3 separate regions of the Mus musculus genome follow, and all the other regions are linked to region 3. The links are chromatin contacts, called in public Hi-C and HiChIP or PLAC-seq maps. All regions are on one chromosome and are shown on one strand. Each heading gives the region's core, a stretch centred on a gene start, on an enhancer-like site or on the middle of the called end of the contact. The rest is flanking DNA. Distances are from core to core; before and after follow the strand shown. Region 1 holds the start of 1810062G17Rik (RIKEN cDNA 1810062G17 gene). Region 2 holds the start of Trpc3 (transient receptor potential cation channel, subfamily C, member 3). Region 3 holds the start of Bbs12 (Bardet-Biedl syndrome 12 (human)).

The links. Hi-C and Micro-C count contacts between places; a contact is called where the count stands out from the background. HiChIP or PLAC-seq counts read pairs in DNA pulled down with a chosen protein or histone mark.
Region 1: a contact with region 3 is called in a Hi-C map of CD8 T cells, with 3 times the contacts expected there. The contact joins the promoter of 1810062G17Rik here to the promoter of Bbs12 in region 3. A contact is called at or near these places in 1 of 484 Hi-C or Micro-C datasets (CD8 T cells), 1 of 115 datasets of contacts at active chromatin or transcription factors (bone marrow-derived dendritic cells) and 2 of 9 other capture datasets (adipose tissue and liver).
Region 2: an H3K4me3 HiChIP or PLAC-seq map of embryonic stem cells shows a contact between it and region 3, with 7 times the contacts expected there. The contact joins the promoter of Trpc3 here to the promoter of Bbs12 in region 3. A contact is called at or near these places in 5 of 39 promoter capture datasets (the HPC-7 cell line, cranial neural crest, embryonic stem cells and 2 more), 1 of 484 Hi-C or Micro-C datasets (embryonic stem cells) and 4 of 115 datasets of contacts at active chromatin or transcription factors (astrocytes, embryonic stem cells and stem cell-derived neural progenitor cells).

The regions. Positions count from the first base shown.
Region 1 is chr3:36,473,839-36,478,102 of GRCm38.p6, forward strand. It overlaps 1810062G17Rik (RIKEN cDNA 1810062G17 gene), which reads left to right and starts at 2,099. Exons shown (of 3, transcript NM_028183.1): 1 at 2,099-2,401. The coding sequence starts at 2,297. It overlaps Anxa5 (annexin A5), which reads right to left and starts at 2,049. Exons shown (of 13, transcript NM_009673.2): 1 at 1,735-2,049; 2 at 1,592-1,622. The coding sequence starts at 1,594. Mir7009 (microRNA 7009) reads right to left here and starts at 1,686; the gene lies at 1,623-1,686.
Region 2 is chr3:36,688,640-36,692,514 of GRCm38.p6, forward strand. It overlaps Trpc3 (transient receptor potential cation channel, subfamily C, member 3), which reads right to left and starts at 1,528. Exons shown (of 12, transcript NM_019510.2): 1 at 1,159-1,528. The coding sequence starts at 1,340.
Region 3 is chr3:37,310,682-37,314,555 of GRCm38.p6, forward strand. It overlaps Bbs12 (Bardet-Biedl syndrome 12 (human)), which reads left to right and starts at 1,873. Exons shown (of 2, transcript NM_001008502.2): 1 at 1,873-1,904. It overlaps Cetn4 (centrin 4), which reads right to left and starts at 1,765. Exons shown (of 5, transcript NM_145825.2): 1 at 1,676-1,765. The coding sequence starts at 1,678.

The DNA.
Region 1 (4,264 bases), core at 849-3,348, 840 kb before region 3:
TATGAAAATAAACTCCTCAGAGGAGTAAAGCTAATCCCACAAAAAAAAAAAAAAAATGCACTTTATTGCTGAAGAACCTAAATCCAAGGTCCCCTTGAGGTAATATGAGCAAACTATCTATTCATGTGCAAACCCAGAGAATGGCAACACTGTACACTGTATAAACTCAATAGCGTTACCAAATCATCTTAATCCCTCCACAGCCTCTTGGGAAGAGTCATGAAATCTTATCCAATGGTACTAAAGCAAGCAAGCTAGTTAACTGGTGAGAAAGGGAAGGAGGGAGGGAAGGAGGGAAGGAGGGAGGAAGGAAAGGAGGGAAGGAGGGAGGGAGGGGGGGAGGGAGGGAGGGAAGAAGGGGGAGAAGGAGAGAAGGAGGGAGGGAAGGGAGGGAAGGAAGGAAGAAGGGGGAAGGGGAGAGAGGGAGGAAGGGAGGGAGGGAGGGAGGGAGGGAGGGAGGGAGGGAGGGAGGGAGAGGAAGAGAGAGATCGAGTGTGTGAGTGTGTGTGTGTGTGTGTGTGTGTGTGTGTGTGTGTGTGTGTTTTCAGGCACACTGAGTAGGCTGAAACACTTATTTAAAAGATTGTCCAGACTCTGAACAGGTCAGTCACATTGGCAAGATTAAATTAGTTTCATTCAGGATGAAAGCTTTGTTGTTTTGTTTGTTGAGGCCGCCTGTTAAAGCCAAGGCCCTTGATGACCAAAGATGATCTTTCACTCCTGATCCTCCTGCCTCTACCTCCCAAGATGTGGGATTCCAGGTATAACCACTTTGCCTCAGGGCGGAATATTTTAGGTATGATAACTTCTTCACATGACCAGCTTTGAAAAATTACTACATACGCTGGGCGGTGGTGGTGAAGGCTTTTAGTTCTAGCCCTCAGCAGAGGCAGTCTGTGAGTTCGAGGCCAGCCAAGGCAACACAGAGGAACCCTAGCTTGGAAAACAAAACAAAACAAAACAAAAATCAACTTTTCTTTGCTACAGTCTTGAAAAATACTAAGAGATCTCCTAAAACAATGACAACAACAAAAACCTATTCGGAAGTCAACTTCTGAAAGAATCCCAAGGCAAATTCAATTCAGAACTCGTTTTGCCAGTTCATTACTTTGGAAACCCAGCTTTTTGGTTCACTGCCTTTAGCAGAAAAAGAGAAAGAAAAGGCACAGTCGGTTCCTGTTAAATAAGTTGCGCCTTGCGCTGGAAAAAGCTCCCCTGAAGCACCATGGAGATTGCCCACGCACACCCAGTATTCAAACACAGGAAACTGCGGGAAAAATAAAAAAATAGGGGAAGCCAAAGGGCGTTCTCCTCACATGACCAAGAGAACTGTTCCTGCTCCGGATCTAATTTTGGCAACTCTGGATTTGGGGCGGCCTGATTCACATGCACCGGGGAGAAACACCGGCTGGTTCCGGACACTCCGGGGCGAGGGAGAAAACAGGAGAGCGCACACGGAGGGGGACACCCAAGAGGTCACAGAGAGGACACAGAGCGGGACACAGATGGGAAAGGCGAAAACCAAGAGACTGCGAAGGCAGCTGCCTTCAGAGAGGGTCCCGATCGCCCTGGTCGCGGTCACACGGCTTACCATGATGCTGTCGGTCAGGAGTGGACTGGAGCTGCAGGGAGAGGGGAAAAGAGAGACAGGGTCACTGGAGCTCTGGTCCCCTGACCCCAAAAGGGCCCTGAGCCCTTGGTGGAGGAGTCGCTCCCGGGACTACGGCCACTTACCAGGCAGTAGAGCGCAGGCTGCGGGTGAGAGCAGGACCGATGCACACGCCAAAGGACAAGGCAGTACTCTTCACAACTCCGTGCAACGGAAACGCCCTGGGCAGCCCAGCCTAGCCCGACCTGGCCCCGCCACGCCACGCCCCTGCCAAGATCACACACCCACCAGGGTCCCGCCCCCAGAGACGCTGCACTATAAGCCCCGCCTTGTCCCAGGCAGCTGCCACATCCCTGGATACGGTACTTTCCTCAGACAAGGCCACCCCCCTACCATGGCCACCTCCCTAATTAGGTCCCAGCCCGGGCCGCGCCCCCATCAGGACACGCCCTGCCACGTCCTAGCCTCTATGCTCCTGCGCCTGCGTGGGGCTTTTCGCTCACTCTTCGCTACGCTGGAGGCGCTGCAGGCCCAGGGGTCTGGGTGTGTCTAGAGAGTTAGGGACTGTCACAGCGGCACCTCACAGCGTCTTGCACCGCACTCTAAGCATGGGACAGTGAGGACCTTTTCCAGACTGCTTTCCAAGTGTTTCGTGCTAGTGTTTGCCTCTGGATGTCCGTGTAGCTGATGGGCAGCTCTTTTAAGAGCTGTACCTGGCAGTGTCAAAGCCTCAGAGCGGAAATGGTTTCACTTCCAAACTCAGCCTGTAACTTCAAAGACCCCAGGTGCAAGGTGACTAAGATGGAGCTTCCCCGCCCCCCCCCCGCCCGCCCCCAGGCCTAAAGACGCTGCAAAAGGATCGCGGATGTTCTAGAAGGATCAAAATCAGGTTTTTGAGCAAGAAGAAGCTAACCGAGGGTGGGGGTTGGGGGAGCCTTGCCACATGCTGAGTCTGGCCCTGATAGGTAGACTGATGGTTTTCTGGAAAAGCAGACAAAACTGCCGCTGAGGAGGGGAAGCCTGCCATTTTCCCTTGTGTACCCTTGTCCTATTGCTTTTCCTGTTCATGCGCCCCCTTCTCTGGGGACCTAGCCGCTCCCACAGCCTTAGACATTCCAGCACCTCTCCCAGGGAATTGTAATTTCTAGACTACTTTGGTTTTTGTTTTGTTTTGTTTTGTTTGCCTACACTAAGGGATCCTCTCACTTGACCCTTCAAGTACGGTTATGACTTCGATGCAACCATTTCCCTGCCTCCTCGCCCCCGCATTCCTTTAAGGCCCACCTATCTCTCAGTCGCTCACACTTATCTACTTTCTTTCTACTAGCATCTCCTTCAGTCTTTGACCTAAGTATTTTTTTTTCTTACATCTACTCAACTCCGTGTCCTCCTTCTCTGGAGTTAAGACCGCAGAAGCCTGTTTAACAGTGCTGTGGAAAACTGCCTTACGGCTGGCAGTGACTAGTGATCCGCCCTGCAGCCAAGGAGTAACATAAATTATTAGACCCAGACCTTTGATCTTCCCCAGCAAATGTTGCCTTTACATCCTATTACAATTAGCTTATTCACCTGGACCCCAGTCTGGAGGAGCAAGCTGACTTTCCGTGTTGAAAGGCAGAGCTCATGCATGAGAGGGCAGAGGAACACTATTTCCCAAGAAGGCTTTTCAGAAGCCTTTCCTACTAGAGGGAAGGAAGCCTGACTGAATGCTATTGAGTGTTCTGAGCACCTAGGAGACATTCATAAAATGGCCTACCTTAATATTCTAAATATAGCGTAGCACTGAGGAGAGGGCACACTGTGAAAGAAAGCACGAGATGCTGTAACTTGGTTTCTTACAAGCAATAGAATTTTATTTCTCAGCTGTTTGGAAGCTGGAAAATTCAAGATCAAGGCTCTGCACATTCAGGGTCTGGTGAGGGTCGGCTTCCTCAGAGAACCTCATCTCACTGAAGCATCACATGGCACAAGATGCTCACTGGCCTCTGAAGCCTCCTTTATCAGGGCATTACTCCCAATCACAAAGTGGAATGTCCATAATTTAACGCTTCTTAAAAGCAATCCTATGATCTTGGAAGCTGGGTTTTCAGCATATCAGTCTGGGAGTGATTCACCAGATGACATCTTCAGAACGGTGTCTGGAGCCACTATGCTAACAGCCTGTGGATGTGTTGTCCAAGAACTTAAAAGCAGAGACTCTGGAGATTCATAACATTAGATGCCCTTCCATTATTTTTATTCAAAACATTTGTATTTAACAAAAAATAAAAAAGCTAATCAACTTCCCAACAGGAGACTAGACTGTGGATCTTGGATAAATAATTACAATATGTCATAGGACTCTTTCAGAAAGAATGCTTTGGTCTTTAAAGGGCTAGCCAGGCCTAAGGGTGTAGGCCTATTGATGTAGCTGCTTAGGAATCTAAGTCAGGGAAATGAAAAAGTCAAAGTCAGTCTGGTCTACAGAGGGAGTTCAAAGCCAGCCTGGGGAACTTAGTGGGATTCTGACTTAAAATCCAAAGTAAAGTTAGGAAGGGGATGTAGCTCTGGGGTCCAGTGCTTTCCTACTGTGCACACGACCCTGGATTTGGTCCACAGTGCTGCAATAAACAAACAAACAAATAAATAAGCAATGAGAGGATCTTCAAAATACAC
Region 2 (3,875 bases), core at 278-2,777, 620 kb before region 3:
CAGATAATCAAGTTCCCTATGTACCAGTTATTTAAGGTAATAGAAGAATTTCATAAAAATCAAGAAACTATACAAGTTCATAAAACCCAGTTTATGGGTTTTATGGAAACAGAAATAAAGCGGATAGTGTGAAACTTTAGAGGGTGGAAGTGAGCTGACAGGGATGTAATACCAAAGGATGAGCCTTCTCTCCATTTCCGGGGCCATTTCCATGTCCATTCACAGTCTCTGACTTCCTCCCGGGTGCGTAGCAGATTTTAAATCAGGACCCTTCCGGAATGATTGCTGTTTATGTTCCCTGCCAGCCTATTAAGTCCAGTCTGGCCTGGCCTGAGTTCTCCACCGGTCCAACCTCCCCAAGCCACAGATCCTGCAGCAGACAGACTTTGGGCAGCAGGCGGCGCTGCAGAGCCCGTCCCCCCGACAGGAAAGCCACAAGCCCACTGGCCCGGAGGAGCCACGACCGAAATGGGTCCCCACGTCCCAACCCCTTCCTCTCAGGACACTCTTCCCGCACGCGCAGCGCATCGCCGAGGGAAGTAGAGCAGTGCCCTCAGCATCTTTGCCTCTGGAAGCTGGCCCGGCGCTGTATTGTTCGAATGAACAGGTTCTTTTCTCAATCATTTGGTTGCTAACTGCTACTTTTGCAGAGGAAAAGAGAAACAACAGAGACGTGGAGAAGGAAAAAGTCAGAACTGGAGGGAAGGGGGAAGAGTCACCGGCCCTGAGCCTTCTGGGACCCATCGTCCAAGTTGGCCCTAAGAGACTGACTGTCAGAGCCACTGCCCTCGGGTTTGGGTGTGAGCACGCACACCTACAGGGAAGCTTTCATCTCACTCAGTGCACCCCGCACAGCACTGTGCCCCGCTGAGCCCCGTCCTCCAGCCTCCACGGCGAGCTGGAGAGGCATAGGGGGACCAGCCGCAGGTCCTGTGCACACAAAACGGTCCAGGACCTCCGGGTAGCTCCGGGTTCGAGTCCCAAATCCTAGCCCAGGTGGCCTCGTTCTCTCTCCCCGAGCCCCGCCGTCGGTGATGGTCCACGGGCAGTGCATGCATGCACGTGAGCCTGGCCCGGCCCCGCTTAGCGCCGCGCTTAACCAGTCCGGATCCCGAGCCTGGTCCCACCCGCCCCGCTCGGCCGCGCTCGGGTACTCACGCGTCGGGCCCCGGGGACGGCGGCGCGCGCGGGCAGGGCGGCTCCAGCCCGCCGTTGACGCCCCTCCAGCCCCGGCGGCGGCGCTGCGACTCGCCTCCCTCGGCCTCGCCATCCTCCTCCTCCTCCGGAGCGGGCAAGGTCACCCTCGCGGGCTCCCGGCACTTCTTGACCTTGGTGGACATAGCGGCCAAGCTCCCTGCCGCCCGCAGTCAGCAGCCCAGCTGCCCCGGGTCAAGCACCGGGCCCGCGGAGCTGGGGACGCCCGGGCGGAGCGCGCGACCTGCAGCGGAGCTTGGGGTCCGCGGCCGCGCTGCCGGCTGTGCGCGGTCTGCCGGCCCGACAGCATCGCGGCGAGACGGCGCGGTTTCCCTGCGAGGAGAGGGAGGAGGGGGGAGGAAGGAGGGATGGGAGGAGGGGAGACCAGTCCCTCGCAGACAGCGCTGTGCAGGAATCAGACAAACCAGCAGGTGGGGAGCTGAGAAACAGCAGAAACTTCCCTCCACCCTCCTTTTTTACCAGAGACCCAGAACCCTCATGCATCTGTAGACACAAGTGTCCTAGGAAAGGAAATGGAATACTCGACCTGTTAGGTTTTTTTAATGCACGCTCAGCTATCTAGATTTTTCAAAGCAAAGCATTGCTAGTTTCCCATTGTCAGGCTTAGCAGAATCCACAGGGGTTTAAGTGCGGTTCCTGGGTCCCTGTGCCTCACAGCCAGTCAATTTCTAAACGTGTGGGATGCTAACTCGAGTTCTGTACTTTTCAAGAAGCGTTTTTCAAGGGAGAAAATTGTTCGTTTTTTGTTTGTTTGTTTTTGAGACAAGGTCTTATTCTGTGGCCCAGGATGGCATGGAAGTCAGCATCTGGCACAGGCTGGTCCACACCTCACAGCAATTCTTCCGTTTCGGCCTCCATAAATTACAGCAGCAGGTGCACATATGTGTGCTGGGGTGTGAGAGACCAGAGGTCAAACTCTGCTAGTCTTCCTTAGGTCATCCACCTTGGTTTTTGTTTGTTTGTTTTGTTTTTATTTTTTTGAGACAGAAGCTTTTTCTGGAACCTAGGGGTTCCTGGATTAGACTAGACTAGGTTGTGGGCCAGCAAGCCACAAATCTGTCTATCTCTACCTCCCCAGCTTGTGCCAACACAGAAGGTTTTAAAGAGGGTGCAGGGAATGGAACTTGCCCCTCCTCCATTATTTTTAAAACTTAAGGGAATGCACTTTGAAATTCAAGGTCACTCAAATTTCGGGGATGAAGGGTTACAGAGTATGATCAATGAGAATTTTAGGGAGCAGAGAACCGAGGTGTAACTCCACTCAGACCCAAACAGTATTCAAGACTTTCTGTTACGTCAGTCAGGCAGATGCCTTCGCAAAGGCATACTGGGAAAATCACAGAAATACCAGCTGAGCTCGGTTAAGACAAGGGAGGTTAGTTCACTGCTAGCATTATTTAGTGGCTACTGTGCTTCATGGAGAAATGGTTCTCTCCGAACTCAAGACACAAAAGTACGGAACTGTGGCTCCCTTTCGCGTAGCTCTTCAAACGCACATAAAGTGCTGTGGATCCCTTGCACTGGCAGTATGCAAGCAAAGGTTCAAGGAAGCACTGGCGTTTTTTGATCCCTGCTTCGGGAAGATGGGAACGTTTGGAAATTGCTTCATGTGCTACTTCATAGGAAAGTGTTAATTTCCACAACCGAGTTACCAGATCCCCTTTGATTCCATCTTTGAAGAGACTTCACAGAAGACCCCCTGTGCACTTCAGTAGCTCTACCTCCAGCCAGGCTCTCGTGGTCCTCCCGGCTTCTGTAGCATACCTCTTCCCTAAGATGGAGATTTTGTTCAAACAAAGTCTGATCATGACTGTTCTCTATTAAAACCAACAAACAAGCAAACAAACAAAACAAACCCACTGGTGACTCCTGCTTTCATTTTAAAAATCCAAATCTGTCGTGTGTCTTAGGGTTTTATTGCTGTGAACAGACACCATGACCAAGGCAACTCTTACAAGGATAACATTTAATTGGGGCTGGCTTACAGGTTCAGAGGTTCAGTCCATTATCATCAAGGTGGGAACATGGCAGCATCCAGGCAGGCATGGTGCAGGAGGAACTGAGAGTTCTACATCTTCATCTGAAGGCTGCCAGCAGAATACTGGCTTCCAGGCAGCTAGGATGAGGGTTTTATAGCCACACCCACAGTGACACACCCACTCCAACAAGGCCACACCTACTTCATACAAACCATCACATTATGCAAGCCTTCTGTGACTTGACCCTAACTCTCCAGCGTCTTCTCTTGCTCTGCATAATGGACACATCTGTACGTAACTCCTGTCCTGTACCACCAACATCAAGGTCACTTTCCCGTTTCCCTGTCTCTGTGTCATTTACCTACACTGAACTGTCTTATTATTCACCCACCTTCTATTCTCCCCCAAAGAGCCAGAGAGAGGTGGCCTCTAGTCTGACAGTCTCTGATGTCCATCTGGAGTCCCAAGAGATCCAGGAGATCCTGAGTGTCTCTTGTGTATGAGATCCCATCCTTCAAGTTAACTCCTGTGTGCTGGTCTCCTGTTTGAACTTCACGTTCCTTCTTGGTTTTGCTATTTGAAAAACCCATCTTCTGTCATTGCCATTTAACCGAGTCCATTGTGCACAGGATGAAGACAGCACATGCTGAATGAGTTGACAAGTTCACGGGTTTCTAAAAT
Region 3 (3,874 bases), core at 623-3,122:
CTCTTAGATTTTCCCCCTCTTAAAACTAGAGCTTTTGAAGGGAGAAGCAGCTAAGTAAACTAGCATAAAACTGTGTGGTATATCAGAGTGCAGTTAGCTTATGAGAACAGTATTATTTTAAGAAATGTGCACTTCTCATACATGTATCACAGTACTTGCTTGATGTAGTGAGAATTTTATTTTCTTTGAAAAACACAGAAATGTTGTGGGAATACGTTTTCATTCTAATCCCAGGTGTGGGATATGGGGCTGCTTCAGACTGTCCACAGCAGCTGACTATGATTTGCCTCGTGCTCTAGCAGGGGTGTGATTTTGTCAGCTGCAGATAGTTTCTTCGAATGTGTGACTTTTGGAATTCTGGCAACTTTTCAGAAGGTATACACATGCTGAGGCCTCAAGAGGTGGGGTTGTTGTTGGTGGTGGTTGGTTGGTTGGGTTTGTTAAGTAGTCCTGTGCAAAGAAGTTAGATATCCTGGCAGCAAAGATCAAACTTGTCCCAAAGAACTCTACACCCCTAATCAGTAGGAAGTAGTTTAATGATAACGCCATTCCTTTCCCCTCTACTCTTTTTCTCTCTCTCCTATCTAGCATTAGAGGGTTTAAAGAGTAGGAAAGAGTGGAAGAGAAAAGAACCCACAAAGCAGCAAACAGCACAGGGGCATGCATACTAGAACACAATCATCCTGCACCACAAAAACACAAAAGTAAAAAACCCTGGTTATGGTGAACGTCTGCTCCACAGATACGCATGAGAATGTTTGACCAATTATGCGGATACACCCAACATGTGGAAGATGAAGGATCTGTCTGCTGTTTGCTTCTTTATGTCACCAAAGTAGGTCACAGAATCACTGTAGATTCTCCTCTCTGCAAGTGGAGTGGGGAAGCCCTGGAGGTGGCTGAGGATCTAAGTGGCCTATTGGCTGTGGTCACTTCGGATTCTTGGTTCTAGAGCTGCAGATTCTGATGAGTGGTCTTCTAGAGCCTAGGGCAGCCACCTGAGTCACCATTTTTTTTTTCAGCAAGAAGTCAGTGACCCTTTAAGTGGCCTGAGTTGATGAGCCTGAGTGGTCTTCTAGAGCCTAGGGCAGTCACCCGAGTCACCATTTTTTTCAGCAATAAGTCAGTGACCCTTTAGCTTTGAGTGGCCTGAGTGGTCTTCTAGAGCCTAGGGAAGTCACCTGAGTCATCATTTTTTTTTTTTTTTTTCAGCAAGAAGTCAGTGACCCTTTAGCTTTGAGTGGCCTGAGTTGATGAGCCCCTGGCCATCAGGATTGAGTCAGTGGGCCCCTTCCTCTCCGTGAAAGAATTGCTGGTCCCCTGATCATCAGTGGTTAGCTAGGTACCCCACTTCCAGTCAGCAGATGAGTTGGTGGCTCCCTGACCCTCAGTGGTTCCTGTTCCTTCAGCGGCTGAGTTGATGGCCCGCAGGATGTTGGTGGCCCGAGGTTGATGGCCTCTGCTATGCTCGCTTCCCTGTCTTGAAGTCTGTCTGCAGTGGTCTCCGTGCCCCAGGGTCGTATCTCTTTATCGCTGGGCCAACCCTCATAGACTGCAGGCGTTGGTGGATAAATGGAAAGGGAGACCCATCTCTGTTCTCCCTGGCTTAGCTACTAAAGATCCTGACACGGAAGGCAGTAAGCTGGGAAGAACACCAGGGTCCCACAGCACTCACCATATCCCCTCCCTGCGCCCCTGCCCGCGCCCGCGCAACAGCCGCTCTCCCCTCCGCGGCCCGCGTTTGCTCCCGACAGGCGGTTGCTATAGCAGCGCTCAGCGCGCAAGCCCGCCCACCAGCTTCCGTGATTGACGACCATTGCGCCCAATGGAAAGACAAGAGAGCTCTGACCGCGCTCAAGCAGGCGGGACTGGCTGGGTTCCGGCGCTGTGCAGATCCGCGCGTGGTGAGGAGGGTCGTGGACCCTAGGGGCAGGAAGCCAGGGAGGGTGGGGGCGAGTGCTCCGTCACGCGTGTCCCCAGACTCTTTACACACCGGGCCAACAGCCCTGCGGCCTTCCGGCCCAGAGCCGCCCGAGGGCGCGCGGCGGCATGGAGCCCGAGAGGTGGGTGGGTGGGGGCGTCCTTGCGGGGCGGGACGCCAGCCTGGGACCGAGGACGGCGTGGGCCTTCTCCTGGGCTGAAAACAGTGCAAAGCAATCTTTTCCTAGTGTGCTGAGTAAAACGTGGCGCATTCCCAAAGCCGCTGCCTCACGTCGCAGACACTCAGGTTGTAATCCTTAAATCTCCTTAGGTTCCTGGGGTAAGTTTGTCCTTATGGTAGAAGCCAGTTTTCCTGCCTTAAGTTTTCCCAATGGGAACTCAAAGGATGTAAAGTCATAATATTTTGTGAGTGAAGTAAAGTATTAAATCATTTACCTATAATCTATTGGTTTTTTTTCAAGGCACGTATCGCATCCGAAAAGTTACACTTGGACAGTTTTCAGAGTCATAATTAATACTAATTTTAAATAGATTTCTGAAACCCAGAAACGAATATTAGTCAGACAGATAGGCAGGCATTCCCGCGCTCATACACACAAACACACACACCGGGGTGGGGGGGGGGAGGAGAGGGGGGTGGAAGCTGCCTTTTAGACATTCCTGAATATCATTTGATCTGATGACTATCAAAAGGCTGCTAAACCTAAATAAATCTTACATCACCATGATTTAGGAATTTGGATGTTCTAGTGTTAGAGGTTATGGTTTATGATAGGTTAAAGATAGCTTAGGCAGTAGGTTCCTTGAAGAAGAACATTCCAGAAAGAGGGACACTTAGAAATACTGAGACAGGGAGCATGCTTTGCATAGTCTAAAAGCACAGAGAAGGCCTGAGCACAGCAGATGAGTCAGAAAGGAAGAAGTGTGGGTTTTCGTGCTGTGTGGGGACAAGGCCTTTATGTGAGTGAGTTAGGGAGACTTTGTAAGATTCTCAGTACAGAAGTGAAAGGATGTGACTCACTTTTATAGGAACTCCCTGTGCTAAACAGGAGTAAAGACTATTTTCTGAGAGGCTGCTAAGCAGTGGAGTGTTGTGGTTAGATTATAGTGTTAGGAGTAGACTGGAGAGGACACCAGACTTAGTTCTGAGGAGATGAAAATCCTAGTTATACCTATCAAAAAAACGCAGAGCTTTTAAACGTAACCCCTGAAAAGCAAATGAGATGTGATCTTATGAAAAGACAATTTCTGAAGTCAGTATGCCATTTACATAATCTGACTTTGCTCTCCCGTGGCAGATAGAAAGCTAAGGAAACAGTCTGACGAGCAACAGAACTGACCTGTTTGTGGAAGGCATTAGTGCCAGTCACAGCAGAACAAAAATCAGGTTGTGTTAGTGCCGTGCCAAGAACAGTTACCAGAGGTGCCTGGTCACTTTGGAAATTGCCCATCTTCCCATCCCTGTTACTGCCATTGCTGTTTCACATCCAACCTCTTAGAAAATAAGACATTTTGAGTTGTATTACTAATAGCCTATTGGAGTCTCTTCAGAATCATTTAGAAATCTTCCCAAGTTAGGGATGCTAAGATACTTCTTCAGTTTCTAGTCAAAATTGAAATAGAGTCTTCAAATGTTAAAAGATCTCTTGTGAGTATTAATTTTGATATCTGTTGTATAAGACTTTTCTTGCAGATTGTTGAAATCCATCCTTTTATCTGGGAAAACCTTTTTTAACATAATTCAATACAGACTGAGTTTGAAATACCTATGGGTTTTTCCAGTTGTTTTGGATTATTTCTCACTCACAGACTTGATTCTTACCATTTAAACATACTCTAGAAAGGAGACCAGAACTCTTAATGCCACCCCCCTACCCACCCACAACAAATGATAAACATCTTTAAGGACTTAGGAGGCAAAGGGTTTGAAAGA